Linked DNA regions of Mus musculus: regions 1 and 2 are each linked to region 3. A link is a contact called in public Hi-C and HiCAR-type data. All regions are on one chromosome and are shown on one strand. The core of a region is the stretch at or near the end of the contact, and the rest is flanking DNA. Distances in the headings are between cores, read along the strand shown. Region 1 holds the start of Fars2 (phenylalanine-tRNA synthetase 2 (mitochondrial)). Region 2 holds the start of Ssr1 (signal sequence receptor, alpha). Region 3 holds the start of Pak1ip1 (PAK1 interacting protein 1).

What was found. Hi-C and Micro-C count contacts between places; a contact is called where the count stands out from the background. HiCAR-type assays count read pairs that join an accessible place to other places.
Region 1: a Hi-C map of CD8 T cells shows a contact between it and region 3, with 4 times the contacts expected there. The contact joins the promoter of Fars2 here to the promoter of Pak1ip1 in region 3.
Region 2: a HiCAR-type map of astrocytes shows a contact between it and region 3, with 4 times the contacts expected there. The contact joins the promoter of Ssr1 here to the promoter of Pak1ip1 in region 3. A contact is called at or near these places in 3 of 39 promoter capture datasets (the HPC-7 cell line, cranial neural crest and liver), 1 of 484 Hi-C or Micro-C datasets (CD4 T cells) and 1 of 115 datasets of contacts at active chromatin or transcription factors (astrocytes).

What each region holds. Positions count from the first base shown.
Region 1 is chr13:36,116,218-36,120,242 of GRCm38.p6, forward strand. Fars2 (phenylalanine-tRNA synthetase 2 (mitochondrial)) reads left to right here and starts at 1,426. Exons shown (of 7, transcript NM_024274.3): 1 at 1,426-1,788. Lyrm4 (LYR motif containing 4) reads right to left here and starts at 1,140. Exons shown (of 3, transcript NM_201358.2): 1 at 858-1,140. The coding sequence starts at 943.
Region 2 is chr13:37,992,580-37,996,211 of GRCm38.p6, forward strand. Ssr1 (signal sequence receptor, alpha) reads right to left here and starts at 1,629. Exons shown (of 8, transcript NM_025965.4): 1 at 1,426-1,629. The coding sequence starts at 1,504.
Region 3 is chr13:40,999,403-41,003,487 of GRCm38.p6, forward strand. Pak1ip1 (PAK1 interacting protein 1) reads left to right here and starts at 1,608. Exons shown (of 10, transcript NM_026550.3): 1 at 1,608-2,011. The coding sequence starts at 1,928. A730081D07Rik (RIKEN cDNA A730081D07 gene) reads right to left here and starts at 1,744. Exons shown (of 5, transcript NR_155347.1): 1 at 1,664-1,744.

The DNA.
Region 1 (4,025 bases), core at 176-2,675, 4.9 Mb before region 3:
AGCGCTCTGGCTGCCTGTGCCTTCCCAGTGCTGGGGTTAAAGGTGTGCACCACTACCATGTGGCAAGGAAGTATAAGGGACTCATACAAGTAGGGGAATAGGCCAAGCAAGGAAAGAAATGGGGCAGAGTTAAAAATGTAAGTTTTAGTGCATTTAAGTGAGGTGCACGCATAGTAACTCATTAACATACATTTTATAACTTAAAATAAATTTAAGTTTTAAATGTTTTTGAAGAATTGATGCTCCTGTCCTCTTGTTATAGGTCCTAGACTCTAGGATCTAGCAGTAAGATTTCAGTTTGGCGAGGCTGGATAAACTAAGAATTCAGTTTTTAAAGGCTTAGCAACTCATTTTACCTTTAACATGAATATGTAGCCCCTCTCCACCATCCTTTAGTAAGAACGTATCTGATACTTGGAACCAACGTCACGAATTAAAACACTAGTGAAATGAAAGGGGGCCCTAGAGCAAGCCTTCAGTTTTGTGTCCACGTGGTCTAGACTGCCTGCTTCCACTCTTGTAATCTCAAGGCAAGATATAGGTATGCCCTAAGTTTCCTTGTCCTAGCTTCTCACTGGTAGCTTCGCGTTCATCACTTTGTACCGCAGAAACAGGACACTGTTTAATGGTCCTAAAGCCCCTATGTGGGTGTCAGTTCAGGGAAGGTATCCCAGCATTTGAAGGGCAAGTCCTTGGCTCCTCCCCTCCAGGGCTCTGAGGGTCACACCTGGGGGTGGACAGTTGCACGTGCGCGTCATGGGAGTGGAGCCTGTCACTTTCACAGGTTGTGGCCGCCTGATCCGCGACCCCCGCAGACAGAGCTGGGCACCCGATTCCCGGCCCTCCCCCCGGGTCACCTGTAATTGTAGGCGCTGAAATGCTTGCTCTCTCTCATCATCGCCCGGTACAGATCTAAAACTTGTGCGCGGCTGGAGGCTGCCATGTTGAAAATAAACAAAAACAAACAAACCAAAAAACACCCTAACAACAAAACCAAACAGGTCCTTCTTCGTAGAAGCCCCAAGTTTAACTGAACCCAAATGTCAAACGATGCAAAAAAAAAAAAAAAAAAAAAAAAGCACGCTGGAAGGCAGGAGAAGAGAGGCTCCGCCTGGCTCGCGCGCGGCCTGGCTCGCGTCCTGCGCGAGAGGTGGCGCCGCAGGCAGGGCGGCGGGCAGCTAAGGGGTGGCGCCCGTGTCCTGGAGGCTCCGCGTTCCTCACAGGCTCCTCGGGCGGCAGGAGGCCGAGCCGTCCAGCCCCAGGCTCGCTCCTCGGGAGGACAGTCGCGGGCTCGAACACCAGGGCTCAAAGCCTCCTCCGCCTTTCGAACCGCCCGGGGGCGTGGCCGAGATCCCGGTGTCTCCTGACACCACGCCCCCTACACCTGCCTAGGCCCCGTTGCCTGGGTTACGAGCCGCGCTCCCCAGCCCTGCCCCTGCCCGGCTCGGCTGTCTTTGGCGCTGCCTGACCTGCTGTGCACGAAAACGAGGGTGACTTTGCTTTGGATCCGTCTGGTTGGCAGCCTGAGTTTATCAGTGTCATCGTGACTGGGGGACGCAGCGCCAGTGGTGCGGAGGTAACTAGCTGGCGACTTCCTGGCGCACCGGCTTGTCTTTGGGCGAGCGGCTCAAGGGACCTAGGGCCCTGGCCTCTTCCCGTCAAGATGGCGGCGCCCAGCGCGCCCAGCGTCTCGGTAGCCAGAGGTTAAGCTCAGTGACGGCGGAGTGAGTGTGTGGCCGCTTTGCGGACTTCGAAACGCCCGCGTTTGGTTTCCCCGGCGTACGCTGGGTGAGTGCTGGCCTTGCTGCAGAGTAGAGGTGTCAGGTCGCCGACTGTTATGCACTTTGCATTCGGCTGTGACTTCCATTTCCGGGATCTTCACTAAGGGGCTACACTATTTTTTGTTTGTTTACTATTTTTTCTTTCTTTTCTTTTCTGTTTTTTTTTTTTTTTCTTTCCTGTTTTTGAGACGGGGTCTCGTTTTGTAGTCCAGACTGCCCTTGAGCTCCTGGTCACAGATTTCCCGGTGCTGGGATTAAAAGTGTGGGATGCACTACTGTTTTTGTTAAGAGCACGGTTTTGTAGTGCGTAAACATAAATAAACAAACAAGCACATAAATAAATTAGATGTCATGATTAATAAGGGAACCCTTAGGACTTTAGGGGATTTCCTAGACATCATTTCAGACCCAAGGCAAAAAGAGGGTTTTTCTCAGCTTTTAGCTATCACGGACCAGCTTACTAAAGTACTTAAGTTTTTGGGTTGTTCCTTGATCTTAGGACTGTGCGAAGAGAAGCTTCGAATAATTCTGGTTCTTGTGTTTGGAACTCACTCGTTAGTTTTGGAATATTGTTTTATATTAAGATGGTGCAACAAGCCACTACCTGCAAATTCTCTGTCCCTAAATACAGCAAAGAGTCATTTTAACGATAAGACGGAAGTCAATTTACCATGCCTTATCATTTGTTTTGGTGTATCAAGCTTTCATTCTCTATTCGAAACAATCTGTGTTTTTCTGGATCACATGTTTGCAACTTGTTGTCCTTGAATCTAAGTATACCTACTCGTCTTGATGTAGTGGCAATCAAAGGTATTGACGATACAGTGCTTTTATAAAAACACTCTTAAGCCCCTGTTTGATTTTTGTCTTAGTCAAAATAGATTTTTAAATTTCAAATTTAATTTTTAAATAAATGGAACAGAACTTGCCTTTTGTTCCCTTTCTGTTTGTTTGATCAGGTCACTGACTCAAGTTTAATGGGATCCATTAATATTTTGAGTTTTACTTGCAACTTTCTAAATGGCTGACATCTGTAAAGTAGGTTTTCCCCTTGTTGCAGAGTCAGAACAGAGCTGTGGTCTCTTGAGGTAATAGAATATTGATTGCTATTGATAATAATGCCCCAGGAAAACCTACACATTAAAAGTTACAGGTAGACAAAATTACCAGAATGAGAAGGAAAAACGTTTTAAATTACTTTGATTTGTCATAAAAGAGTGGGGAATATGTTTTAAATGTATTTTACTTTCATCTTGAAAGTGAAATTAGGATAATTACTGTATGCAGTTGATGCCTAATTACAAAGGAGTTAATTACTAATGTGTACAGTAATGTATCGACCTGGCTTATCTTTGTGTGATCAAATGCAGCTCATAGAATATGCAGAGTTAAAATAGTTTGGGCAGTAGCTTTTTCAGTTAAAGAGCAGTTGAGATTAGGAAACTGATAGCTTCTTAGTGTTGGGGAAAATTAGTCAGGCTATGGATTTGGACTTTGTACTAGCAATGAACACAATCGACTAATCTAATGTAGAGTTAAATCACAGTAATTAAACATTTTTCAAGAGGTCCTATAACCATTTCAATAGCCAACTTGTAAGCTATTGAGTAGATGATTATGTTGCTGCCAATGACATTTTCTGTAAAGGCTTCCGGATCACATTGTTGTGAGGATTCTAGCATCTACTTTGTTTGGTTTTGGATTTGCTGCTTGATTCTCATGCCATTTTGTTTTTCCTTTGTTCAAATCAATTGCTGTAACATGGCATTAGTTAATGCTATTCCAAGTCTCTCCCCCTGCCCCCTTTCTTTTCTTTCTTGGCTGTTTTGGTGCTTGCTCTGTAGATCAGGCTGGCCTTGACCTGAGAGGTCCACCTGCTCCTGCCTCCTGGTGGCGTTCCCCTGTCCCTGGATGTTGCCAGGGTAGAGAAACATTGAGCCCTGAGAATTAGGGCCTGTTAAGGTGGAGGTTGTGTTTGGGTTGGCTCTGAAGGTTCAGATTCAAGCTGGGCCCTGAGACTTTGGATGCACGGGCGTGGAAGGGCCTCCTTTGAAGAGGAAGCGTTCCTTTCATCTTGGGCAGAGTGGAAGGGAGACTTTCCTGAGGCTAGAGAGAAAATAACTGTAGCTTAAAGACTACGGTGGGGAGTGGATTCTTTCCAGAGCTGGGGGTAAGGCCATGCATCGAGAAGACACTAAGTGATCTGAACCCTCATGTGATCTCAGTCAATGATGCCACAAGCTG
Region 2 (3,632 bases), core at 379-2,878, 3.0 Mb before region 3:
ATTTTTGCACATGACTTCAAGCATAGTTTCAGACATTTAAAATATCAAAAAAAATAAGGGCTAATCATAATGCTAATTTATAAATCAGAGACTTGTTGACAAAGCTTTCTCAAAAACCACACAACATCACTTTCAGGCAAAACTCTACAAAGCCCTTTAAAGTTCAAGCAGTTCTTATTACCACTTCTCGGGGAGCGATGATGTGGCAATCCAGCAGCGAGGGAAAATGTGGGAACAGCCACATGTGCAAAGCCCAAGAGAAAACACTATCTTTAAAACCATGATTTTTTTAAGTCTTTTTACTTTCCCGAGTTAAAACAGTTCATTCATAGTTTACAGGTAATTTATCAAAAGCCAGATTTAAAGAAAGAAAGAAAACCCCAATGGTCTAAGGTTGTAGTGTGCATATGTGCCTTGCATGCCTGGCACGATGGAAGCCCTGGGTTCATCCCCACCACTTCATCCACGGGGTGTGGTGACACCCTGAAACCCAGCACCCCAGAGGTACAGGCACAAGGATCATAAGTTCAAGGACGTGCTAGCTAGGGCACCAACTTACAACGCAGCCAGGGTTACCTACATGAGACTCGGTCTCAACATCTGTCTTATGTCCCCACCACCACACTCCCAAGCCAAAATCCCTAACAGCTATAATTCAAAGTCATACTAGTTACTAAGTAGAAGCCAAGCACTTCTGTGTGCTTGGCCAAAGAGTTCATAACATGGCTCGTTATTTCTCATGCCCTGGGCCACAGAAACTTAGAGAAAGAAAAGGAATTCTTTCTGGTGACCACTCAAACTAGTTGTTTTTATAAACTAGCAAAATTAATGGACATGGCGGGCAAGGGGGAACAAGTTTCTACGTTTTTACATTCTGCCAAGTTTTTAGCCCAGGTCAATCGTTGGAAAGAATAAACTTACAAAGCTCGAAATAACTTTTTCGCAGCATATTTTCAACCAGCAAAAACTGGCTGGAAAAGGGAGGGGAGGGGAGAGAAATTAGAAAAGGAAGGAGGAGGCCATCCGGCCATACTCTACGGTAGCGGCTGACAAGCAGCCGGAGGAAGGGGACGGATTTGGACACCGAGCCTCGCGGTCCACACAGACCGCGATGGGCGAGCGAGGGGGCCGGGCGAACACGATCCACGCGCCGAGGAGAAGAATCTACAGTGGGCGAATGAATGGAGGCGCGCCGGCGTGTGGCTAGCGACACGTCAGCGCAGAGCTTGGGGACGGGCGGCCCGCGGCGAGCGCGGGCGGAGAAGCGAGGCCGACCCTGGCGTGGGTCCTGCGGACCGCGGGCTTCGGGCCCGCGCTCGCTGAGGACGCCGAGCTGCGGGGGGTCCCGGGGCGGGGGATAGCATGGCCCACGAGAGCCGGGCCGGGGGTCGGCCGCGGTCCCCAACCCAGCCCCGCGTCTCTCACCTCCGGGGCCGCCTCGGAGCAGCACGGCGGCGGGAAAGGCCAGCAGGAACAGCAGCAGCAGGCGGGGGAGGAGTCTCATGGTACGGCCGGTCAGCGTCCGGTGCGGGTCCGCTAGGGCTCTCGGAGGCTCTGGCGGTAATGGCGTTACTCTTCATCCGGGCCGCGGTGGAGGGGCGGGGCACGCACGCACGCGCGCCATCCGTCGCCCCTCCCCGCCACCGTCGACGTGGCCTCTAAGCGCCCAGGGGCGGGGCCTGCGGGCCGGGAGATCACGTGGCCGGCGGTGGCGGGGACCAGGGGAGCCTACGGGCTCCCGCGAGAGCCTAGCTGAGCAGGCTTATCTCTTCCAGATGCTTAGCATCGCTTTGTCCCCCGTTGCTTTGAGGGGCCAAGGAGTGGAAACTTCCCGCATGTGTGGCAGTTGAAAGACAGAAAGTAAAGGATATGGATAACGACAAAATAAATAAATAAAAATAAAAAGCCGAAAGTGATGTCTCACATTGTAACCCCAGAGTTTGAGAGATGGAGGCAGGAGGATTGCAGCGAGCTGGAGACCAGCCTGGGCTATGTAGCGAGTTCGGGGCAAGACTGGGCTACAGAGTTAATACCTTGTCACAAAATTCTACCCCCCCTGCAATAAACAATCGGAGTTCTGGAGTTTTATTCTTTTAAATTTGACTGTCTCTCTGGTGTATAATTGCCAGTGCACAGATAGATGTAAAGGTCAGTCAAAGGACAACTTCTAGGGAACTGATTCTCTCCACATTTTAGATGGGTTCTGGGCTTGAACTCTGATCATTAGAGGTTCAGTTCTGTAATTTTTCTTAACAACCCAAACTTAGCAATTACCTAGCCTTTCTGCAGTTTCTACGCCAAAGATCTCACTTCTGGCATATTTCTGGCAACTTCAGCTGGTCAGTGTGAAACACTCGGGATGTAGTGGCTGCGCTGAGAACCTCCAGCCACAATCCTGATTCAGGGACTGTCTTGGTTACTTTTCTGTTGCTGTGAAGAGATACCATTACCAAGGCAACTTATAAAAGAAAGTGTTTGATTTGTAGGCTTGTTTACAGTCTCAGAGGGTGAGTTCCTGACCATCGCATCAGAGAGAATGGGAGCAGGCAGGCAGTGCTAACGTGGAAGCTGAGAGCTTATATGTTCAGCCCCAAAGGACAAGGCAGAGAGGTAAGTCCAATGGTACGGACTTTTGAAACCTCAAAGCCCACACCCAACAATGCACCTCCTCACATAAGTCCTTACCAAACAGTTCCACCAACTGGGATGTAACATTCAAACACAAGCCTACTGGGGCAGTTCTCATTCAAACCACTACACAGGTTAAGCAGCCACCAGGATCATTGGAGCCTCTGAGCCACAGAGGGACAAATAAACTCCCCTCAGAATTGTTGAAGATGACTGAAGTGGAAGTCACAGACCATATCTCAACTTAATTAACCCCAGTAGGTTCAGATCAGATGAACACATGTCTGACCTGAACAGGGGAAAGAGACTGTCTATAAATTCTATGAACATTAAGGAGTCAGAAGTGCCACCACCTGAAGTCAGACCTCAGAAAGGGAGACAGTGAGATCTTCGGTACAAGGACAGTGTCTCTGTACCATCCCCTCAGTTACAGTCCTTGTCAGTTTCTTGTGCCAGGAGACACTCCCGGGTTAAATACGAGGATCTTGGATATTTGATGGGGTTGAAGACTAATTATAGTCTCACAAGCAAACTTAAGTTGTTTAGCATTGAAAGAGATGATATAGATTTGAAAGGATGTTTTTCAGATGGTAATGTGTACTGGCTGGTTTTGGGTGTCAACTTGACACAAGCTGGAGTTATCACAGAGAAAGGAGCTTCAGTTTGGGAAATGCCTCCTAGAGATCAGGCTGTGGGGCATTTTCTCAGTTGGTGATCAAGGGGGTAGGACCCATTGTGGGTGATGCCATCCCTGAGCTGGTAGTCTTGGGACTTGCTTGTAAGAGAGCAAGCCAGGGGAAGCAAGCCAGTAAGTAACATCCCTCCATGGCCTCTGCATCAGCTCCTGCTTCCTAACCTGCTTGAGTTTCAGTCCTGACTTTCTTGAGAGATGAACAGCAATGTAGAAATGTAAGCTGAATAAACCCTTTCTTCCCCAACTTGCTTTTAGGTCATGATGTTTGTGCAGGAATAGAAACCCTGACTAAGACATAATACAAGCTAAA
Region 3 (4,085 bases), core at 358-2,857:
AAAGTGAGTTCCAGGACAGCCAGGGCTATACAGAGAAACACTGTCTCAAAAACAAAACCATAAAACAAAAAACACAAAACAAAACAAATACCCGCACTTATATTTCTCCAACAGCAGCTGGTATTTCCCTGGTGGTAATAAGGGGGCGAGGCGCTTCCAGGAACAATAGGGTAAATAAACCACAGGGTTCTGAAGCAGTTTTACTCATCCCCCACCCCCATTTTTTTTGATATGATTACTATTGCATTAAAATGAGTATGACCCAATGTAAACTGTAACACACCATGTATGGACAAGATGAGACTTTTCACTTTGTTCCAAGCTAAGGAGACATGTTCCAACTTTAGTGGTTCTCTGGTGAAAATGATTAACATGCTCAGGACAACTTAGCAATACCTGGAGATAAATTAAGTAACACAAGGGTTGCAAGTGGAATAGCCCAAACTGGAAGAGCCTTTACACAATTGAAAAATCATCAAAACACCCAAAGTCAAATTAATTACTTCCCCCTATACTCAAGCAAAAGAGGCTGTGTCGACAATTTGCAGCCTTAGAGAACAAGTGTTTGGAAACAATGTCTAAGCACTTAAGAACTCCATTAATTCACAGGCCTGTGTGAAGATCTGACATAAGCACCAACCCACCCGCTTTGACATATGCACTCATCCCTGACCCCGCCTAAAGAGAAAGGAAAAAAGGATATTATTGCTTTCATTAACCTCTGCACCTCCCCCCCTTAAAGATTTATTTATTTATCTTTATGCATAGGAGTACACCACCATTGCTTCCTTCAGACACACCAGAAGAGGGCACTAGACCCCATCACAGATGTTTGTGAGCCACCATGTGGTTGCTGGGAAATGAACTCAGGACCTCTGGAAGAGCAGACAGTGCTCTCAACCGCCTAGCTATCTCTCCAGCCCTGCACTTTGTCCCTTAACTCGGGTAGAGATGTAGCCACTGTCCTCCTCCCTCAAGACAAATCTTTTTTCCTGTACCATAGGTCAGCACATGGCCAGTCTGATTAGATACAAGAAGCCAGTAGGCAAGAAAAGCTGAGGAGATGGACGGCTTGCCTGCAGGCGGGACACGGACTGGCAGGCCCGGGCTCGCAATCCAGCGAGGGGACACTGCCAACTCCGGGTCCCGCGAGCCCTGACCGTCCCCGGGCCGACCCTAATCTGCTCTCTCTCGGCACGAAAACAAAACCCTTTGCTTGTGATCCGAGCCATGGGGAAGCTGCAGGAGGAAAACGGGTGCAAGGAGGCGCCAGGCTGGGCGACGAAGTGAGACTGGCTGCAAATAAGAAAATCATAGTTAATCCCAGCACCCGGGAGGCAGAGGCAGGCGGAGCTCTGAGTTCGAGGCCAGCCTGGTCTACAGAGTGAGTTCCAGGACTGTCAGGGCTACACAGTGAAAGCCTGTCTTCAAAACAAAACAAAACAAAACAAGAAAAGAAAATCATAAATGGAGGAAATGCATTCCGGATCCCCAAATCACAGCAACCCTCCAGGAACTACAAGGGTTGTCTAGACAACCGCTGGCCACCGGAGCCGGAAGTGGGCCCGCCCCTTCCTTAGGCGCGCCGGAAGTTGGGGCTTCCGGGGAGAAGTTCCCTCCCATTTCCCAAGGCCGGCGGAGCCCACGGCTTCCCAGGACTTGCCTGCTTGACACAACTTTTCTTTCTCTCTGCTCTGAGAGCCTCCTCCCGCGGCTTCCTTCCTTAAGCTCGTCGCAGAAGGGTCACGTGACGTCCCACGTAACGGAGGACGGAGCGCGTCCTCCGTTATTGCCATTTGCAGGCGCCTAAAAGGTGCCCCCGGGCGGTGACGTATAACTCGCGCGCCGGCTGAGGAAGGGAAGGGCCAGCCTCCGCAGCCATCGGGTCTCCACGCCGGCGTCTCTTGCCCGGCACGAGTGCTGCGGAATGGAGCTGGTCGCCGGCAGCTACGAGCAGGTCCTGTTTGGGTTCACGGTACAGCGCGGGCCCGCGAAGAGTGGCCATCAGGAGGTGAGGCAGCGCGAGCCCCGGGGCTGCGGGGGACAGGCGGGCTGGTCCTTCCGGGGCAGGACCGTGGAGGTTGTTATTTATCGCTGGTTCTCTATGGGTCTTGGATGGCGGACTTTGTTGGAAAACGGACAGGTTTATGCAGCTAATCCCAGCTCTCGAGAGGTTGAGGCAGGAGGAGAGTGAGCTCAGAGCTTGTGTGGAAAGATCCTGCTCTTTACAGAGTAGAGGCTTCTCAGAATTGAAATAATATTTACTTGCTATAGTAGATAAAATGTCTACAGTAGGTAACGAGGAATGTTCATCTCTGTCGGGAGTGGATGAATGGCTGCCAGAAGTGGTTGGGGCCAACGTAGGGAGGTGACGGAGAGAGGAGGGCTAATGCTTGCAGAAATGAAGTTTGATGGGAGGAATGACTGATTGCTTTTTTTTTCCTTGAAAGGTAACTATAGTTGACAGCATTAATTGTGTATTTTAAACTAGCTACTACAGCGTATTTTGAACCAGCTCAAAAGGGGTTGCCTTTTTCATATCTGATCTATGTATGCATTCAAATATCCCATTGTGCTCCATAAATATATACAGTTATTATCTGATAATTTAAAAGGTTAAGAAAAACCTTAAAGCATTCCTAAGGCATGAAAAAATAAGGTGTGCATTTAAGCTGACAATGATTGTAGTTCTTAAAGTTCTAATGTAAAAATAACTTCACCTTTCACTGAGTTTCTGTCCTGATTAACAAACTACTATAGGACTGGAGACATGACTCAGCGGTTAAGAGCGCTGGCTGGACTGGAGACATGGCTTAGCGGTTAAGAGCACTGGCTGTTCTTCCAGAGGGTCCTGGTTCAGTTCCCAGCACCTACACGGCAGCTCACAACTGTTTGTTAACTCCTGTTCGAAGGGATCTAATATCCTCCTACAGGCATACATACAGTCAAAACACCAATCTACATAAAATAAAAATACATTATACACAAAAGAACTACTACAGCTGGCCTGGGATGAAGAAAGTGATGCAGATTCACTGTTTATCGTCCACCTACTGTGGGTAGGGCGAAAGGTGCCAGAGGTGTGAGCCCTGCTGTTGTGGCCTTCTTGGTTGAAGGGATGGTGAACAAGCGAAGAGAGAAACACATGGAGGTTAAGTGTAGCACAGTATGAAATTTATTTTTGTCTGGTATGGCAAGAAGATACAGGTAATTGCCAACATAGTAGTCAGACAGTAAAGGGGATTAGAAGTGTCATCTATCAGGGCAGTGGCCCCACCCGTAATCCCAGCACTCAGGAGGCAGAGGTAGGCGGATCTCTGAGTTCCAGGACAGCCTGGTTTACACAGAGAAATTCTGTCTTGAAAAACAAAAAAGAATGATTATTTCTTGAACAGTTCTACTTATCACTTACTGATCTGTTTTGTCGAAAATTCCTTAGTGCCTGTTGTGGTTGGGTTTCTCCCTCCCTCCCTCTTTCTTTCTTTCTCTCTCTCTCTCTCTCTCTCTCTCTTTCTTTCTTTCTTGGTTTCTCCCTCCCTCCCTCCCTCCCTCCCTCCCTCCCTCCCTCCCTCCCTCCTTCCCTCCCTCCCTCCTTCCCTCCTTCCTTCCCTTCCATATACATAAGTACACTGTAGATGTTTACAGACACACCAGAAGAGACCAGAAGAGGGCATTGGATCCCTTTACAGATGGTTGCGAGCCACCATGTGGTTGCTGGGAATTGAATTTAGGACCTCTGGAAGAGCAATTAGTCCTCGTAGCCTCTGAGCCATCTCTTCAGTGCATGGTTGGGGTTTCTTTAGTATACTCATTCCAGATATACAGCAGCCCTGAGACTGATACAACCATTCTCATTTTATAGATGAACATTTGGGAGGTTCATAGGGCAAGAGACACTCCAGGCGTCATGGTTTGTGAGTCCGACATGTCAAGATGGTCCCCAGGCTTATGCTGTTAACAGTTCCAGGTGCTGCTTCTAAACCCAGCCAGTAGCCAGCATAACCAGTATCACATACATTACATAAATATGTAATCTGAACAGTGCTTTGACATAAGCTGTAACGTGTTTGAATCAGGTGGCTCAT